Linked DNA regions of Mus musculus: region 1 is linked to region 2. A link is a contact called in public Hi-C data. All regions are on one chromosome and are shown on one strand. The core of a region is the stretch at or near the end of the contact, and the rest is flanking DNA. Distances in the headings are between cores, read along the strand shown. Region 1 has its middle 9.7 kb from the start of Gm51578. Region 2 overlaps Smad1 (SMAD family member 1).

Evidence for each region. Hi-C and Micro-C count contacts between places; a contact is called where the count stands out from the background.
Region 1: a Hi-C map of liver shows a contact between it and region 2, with 1.8 times the contacts expected there. The contact joins two enhancer-like sites. A contact is called at or near these places in 10 of 39 promoter capture datasets (the 3T3-L1 cell line, cranial neural crest, embryonic stem cells and 6 more), 1 of 15 datasets of contacts at CTCF or cohesin (the NIH/3T3 cell line), 7 of 484 Hi-C or Micro-C datasets (CD4 T cells, the G1E-ER4 cell line, bone marrow-derived dendritic cells and 3 more), 2 of 115 datasets of contacts at active chromatin or transcription factors (embryonic stem cells and microglia) and 3 of 9 other capture datasets (adipose tissue, liver and pancreatic islet).

What each region holds. Positions count from the first base shown.
Region 1 is chr8:79,413,680-79,416,379 of GRCm38.p6, forward strand. No RefSeq gene overlaps it. Among named protein-coding and RNA genes, the nearest start is that of Gm51578, 9.7 kb to the left of the region's middle. Within about 2 kb of position 1,417, at least 33 of the 459 cell types and tissues checked have an H3K27ac peak or open chromatin away from gene starts, as enhancers often do. A contact at or near this core is called in liver, where this site is marked.
Region 2 is chr8:79,344,744-79,347,443 of GRCm38.p6, forward strand. All of the region lies in intron 5 of Smad1 (SMAD family member 1), which reads right to left. Among named protein-coding and RNA genes, the nearest start is that of Gm4890, 51 kb to the left of the region's middle. Within about 2 kb of position 1,313, at least 9 of the 459 cell types and tissues checked have an H3K27ac peak or open chromatin away from gene starts, as enhancers often do. A contact at or near this core is called in liver, where this site is marked.

The DNA of each region.
Region 1 (2,700 bases), core at 167-2,666, 69 kb after region 2:
CCCACTGTGGGCAGCACCATTTTCTGGGCAGGTGGACTTAAGCTGCCTTAGAAAGCTAGCTGAGTGTTAGCCAGCCTGCAAGGGAGCCAGCAAGCAGGATTCCTCCATGGTTTCTGCTTTAGGTTCTTCCTTGAGTTTCTGCCCTGACTTCCTCCAGTGATGGACTGTGACCTGTAGGCTACAATCCTCTGTTAACTTGCCTTTGGCCCGAGCGTCTTATCACAGTGGCAGAAAGGACACTAGAACAACTCTAACTGTGCACAGGGTTTTGAACACATCGCTCCCTTCAAGCAACTCATGGGGAGTGGCAGCACACACAGAATAACCCCGTACAATGGTGAACACTGGGAGCCAGCGTCAAACTAAGCACGTCCTATGTAATTCGCCCTGCCACTGTCAGGAGTTGCCTTTGGATGTCTTCTCACTGTGAGCTATCTGAGGACAGTAATGTATTCAAAACATCTTAGCACAAGATTTTGCAGGTTTCCCACTTGGAGGCCTCCAATTTTTTTGAATTAGATATAAATATTTTTGTCTTTTAAATATGGTCTCCTACGCAGTCTAGGCAGGCCTTAAATTTGTGCTCTCAATTCCAAAGTACTGGAATACAGGTATGCACCATCATAGGCATGCACATTTTAGCCAAGAAAGACCTTGTGGCTTTTCAAGGTTCTATGCTTTCAAAACTCTTCCCACGTAGCAAATAGCAAGAGCTAGTAGGTTTGTTATGTGCTGATGAATGTTAAAATAAGAACACACGATGAGGAGTCTCATAACACCCCTGTCAATAAATTTTCCTCCACTGTACAACAAGTTTTTGTTCTTTGTTTTTTTTAATCAAATAAAAAAAATATTCCTTCGGGCAGGCAAAATGACTCGGCTGGTAGAGACACTTGCTTCCATACCTGAGGACCAGAGTTCGATTCCCAGGTGAGACCCACATGGTAGAAGGAGAGAACTGATTCCTGAAAGTGATTCTCTGGCCTCCACAGCACAAGCCCTCCTTTCTATCTCAAATAAATAAATAAATAAATAAATAGAATAGAATAGAATAGAATAGAATAGAATAGAATAGAATAGAATAGAATAGAATAGAATGAGAAACCATTCTTTCTTCCCAATATGTATAGGTTACCCTGCCTCTTTAAGTTAATCTTCAGTGAAATGAAAACATTGGTGAACTCTCAGTGCCGGAAGGCTGGGATCAGAAGCACCTCACGCAGCTTCCGTTACCCCTCTGTAGCAGATAGAGTAATTCAGGCCTCCCTGATAGCGCAGGCCCTGAAATTGTGGAGCACGGGACTTAGTTACTCAGCACCAGCTAACCAAGAGAAGAAGAGCAGCACAGTCTAGCATGAGTCCTGGGTGCCTCTGCTGTTGTCTCTCATGGTTAATGTGTTAGGATATCTGGCACCAGGCCCAGAAAAATCAAGATTGACTTCCTCTCCATCGAAGGTTTCATTTCCTCTCTGTGGGGATACTCCTCTATGGGAGAATGCTCATTGATTCAATTTAGCTCACCAGGACCTGGACTGAAGCCCTCTGTCACACAGGCCTTCTCCCCAGAGCATGCGTATCAATGCTCTCCTGCTTCTCTCCCAAGGGAGAATCTTAGTGGACAGAGATGAAGCAGCACTCTTCAATCCCCCTTTGTCTTGCTTAGATGCTTTCATGGCTGTTAACTCACTAGATCATTTATTTGGTCAGGAAATACTTACTGAGCATCTACCAGGCCTGCTATAAGTGAACAAGCCACATGGGACTCTAGCTACCATTGAACCACTGTCCTGTGGATCTTGGAAATACTCGGGAGCAAGCTCCCAAGTGGCAGCCTGCTAGTATTGGAAAAGGCATCTTGAAGAGGCAAATTGCACAAGACTGCTTCTTCCAAGGTCTCCCACGCTGTCCTTTCTAGGTCCATTTTTCTCATAGCTGAACCGGGTGCTTGCTTTTCATTACACACTTCCCCTGCCCCAGTGTGCAGGAAATATGCACAGAGTGAGCTACATGTAGGTATTGTGAGAGTGTGTGTAAGAAAACTCACAGCAAATGAGAGATAACTTACTCTGAAGAGATTCTTGTCTCCCATGTGCCTGGAATACTCTTTACTAGTGTGCAATGTAAACACAATACCAGACTTTTATGTATTTCCCTTGATATTTGAGTACCCACCAGTCCTTGGTGACAGGAAGGACTTCCTGAGGCCTCCACTACCACCCTACAACTTACTGACTTTGAAGGAGTCCAGTCCTGATACAGGGAGCCAGGTAAAGGGATAAACCGGAAGTGTCGTTGCTACCGGAAGTTACAGATGGGCCTGAATGTTCCAAAGCTAGTGCGTTTGTTCATGGTGACTGGGGTTTTTCTATGGAGTCACCTTGTTTCTTCCTGTGGCCTCAGAAGCATCACTTGAGCGCTGAGGCCATATCCTTTTTAGATTGTATGTGTTCAGCCATTTCCCACAATCCTTAGCATTTACTAGCATTGAGCCAAGCTAGTAATGAAATGAACCAGCTACCCTCATGCTGGAAAACACCCTTCCTACAGACTGGTTTCGTCTACCTTAGCATCTTGGGCCACATAGGCACATCTGGCCAGGACTCATACAAATGTGTACACAGGGGAAAGGCTAACGTTACTTACAAACAAACACACCCGTTCAGGAACATGGACACCTACACATAAAGGCTCACAGTGAAG
Region 2 (2,700 bases), core at 63-2,562:
AAGGCAGTGTATGAAAATATAAAGATGTGGAAAATATTAACAATGTTTCGGTGACAGAAAAACCTGCTTGTTAGCGTGCACACACTGCTGGCTTTGCCATCAGTAAACCCAGTCACTTTAGTCACTTGCTCAGGCAAACTTTTTTTTTTTTAATTTTTTTTTTGGAATCAATTTTTTATTAGTTATTTTCTTTATTTACATTTCAAATGTCATCCCCTTTCCTGGTCTCCCTCTGGAAATCTCCTCCCCTTATCCCCTCCCCCTGCTCACCTACCGACCCACTCCCACTTCCTGGCCCTGGCATTCCCCCACACTGGGGCATAGAACCTTCACAGGACCAAGGGCCTCTCCTCCCGTTGATGACCAGCTAGGCCATCCTCTGCTACATATGCAGCTAGAGCCATGAGTCCCACCATGTGTGCTCTCTGGTTGGTGGTTTAGTCCCTAGGAGCTCTGAGGGTACTGGTTAGTTCATATTGTTGTTCCTCCTATGGAGCTGTAAACCCCTTCAGCTCCTTGGGTCCTTTCTCTAGCTCCTTCATTGGGGATCCTGTGCTGAGCAAACTTTTAAACCTCTGCCCAACTGTCCTGTTATCCAAGTGCTCTCCCAAAGTGCACTGCTGACAACTATTTTCTTTTATTGCAGTCATGACAAATGTCACTGGACCAATTGTTACGGGTATCTATAAGAGATTCCTGGAAGTTAAAGGGCTAGATCGAAAACCCTAGAATTGCATGAATTCCAGAATTCTTGTGTCGATTTACACCCACAACAGCACTGTGCGGGTGCTTCGTTCATCTGACCCTCATCAGTGAGCAAAATGCTTGCAGCTGAAAAATAATACAATCATTATAATTTGCATGTGGGGCTGGCCATGCACTCATAGCTTAGTGGCCATTTGTGTGTCTCCTGTGGACTCCCCGTCTTTACTGCTCACCTGTCTATTCTGCTGCGGTTGTAGGGTTTTTATTTTTATTTTATTTTTTTATGAGTTCTATATTTAGGGCCAGATAGAAATGACTTATCTTGTATTTTCCTCTTACTCCTTTGTCCTTCAATGTTATTCATTTTATGTGTATGTGTGTGTGTGTGTGTGTGTGTGTGTGTGTGTGTGTGTGTATAGACAGACAGATGATAGATAGTGACATATGTTTTAACCTAGAGAAGTTTAGCTGAATTTTTATGACTTTTATTGAGGCAAACGACCTTTTGGATCGAATGTGTTTTCACAGAGCCTTTTGAATTGTTTGCCTTGTTACGGACACCCAGTAACTCATTCCCACGTGTGGTGTGACATGTGGTGTGACATGCAGGACCAGTAGCGAATGCTGCTGACCTGATGCCAACACCTAACATCAGCTCTCATGTGCAATACAGTATGAGTTTCATGTACTTTGCTGTTTTCTCTACAGCAAATCTGATTGATTTACTTGTAATATTTACTAGCCCTAATGTCAGAATTTTTTCTTTACTTGTCCGTCCATTATAACTTTTAACTATTCTTATTAACCTTTCCAAGTAATCTTGGTATCACATTTTAAGTCACAAATCCTACAGAAAGAATTACTATCTGCTTGAAATTGGTATACAATATTCAGCCAACCCTTTAAGGACCAAAGGTTGCCTGTATATGCAATTATTTTCTGTCTCTCTTAGCCCTGGAAGGAAGTGTCAGTAGAGGTGAGCTTTGGGAGTTTAAAGGCTTAGACCACTTCTAGTTCACGGTCTCTATGTTTTGTGCTTGCCGTTCAAGTTGTGAGCCACCTGCTTCTGCTCTAAGCACCATGCTCGTGCCGCCGCGCTGGCCTTCCTGCAGTGCTGGGCTCGTCTCTCTGGAACCGTAAGCTCACGTGAACTCTGTTCTCTCGTTGCCTTGGTTATGGTTTCAACACAGCAACATAAAAGCAATAACACACCAGGTCAGGGGAAGTGGCAGTACAAGCTTCCAGGTAAACAGAGTGACAGGGATGGACATGAAGGCTACCCCTGAGCTGTCCAGGGGGAGGGGAACACCTCATGTCCATTTCTAGTGGGACATGTCCCAAGAAGACTGTATCAACATGCCACCTGCATCGATGTTGGCATGGCGTCTGCTGCTGCTTGAGGGTCAGGATGTGAGTCCTCGGCTTATCTGTCATGATGACCCCGGCTTCTTCCACCATCTGAAATTCTACACTGAGTCCACTACTCTGGCATCTGGGGTGATTTCAGGAAGTGCAGCCCCAGTACCCTTATGTTACTCCTAATCTTTTTTTTTTTTTTTGAGGGGGTGGTTATGACAGGGTTTCCTTTCTATAACCATAGATATCTTGGACTCACTTTGTAGACCAGGCTGCCCTCAAACTCAGAGATCCGCCTGCCTCTGCTTCCACCTCCTGAGTACTGGGATTAAAGGCGTGCTCCACCACACCCAGTCCCTTGTAATGTCTTAAAGAGGAAATTCTACGATGTGGGTTTTTCCTACTTTGGGGGTCAAAGTCCCCATAAAATTTAGCAAAACAAACACTCCTCCATTTTGAATGTATTGATAGGTGTATATTCTAAATGTACCCTGTGTTTACAGGCATAGGAAAGCACCCATGTGAGCTGTGAGCCTATGTTCACCTTAAGCTGTCATTTCCATTTTCCCCTCCTTTGATCATATTAAGATGTCTACCTAATCCCATCTGTTTGGTTTCCTCTAAGAATAATCTTAGAAC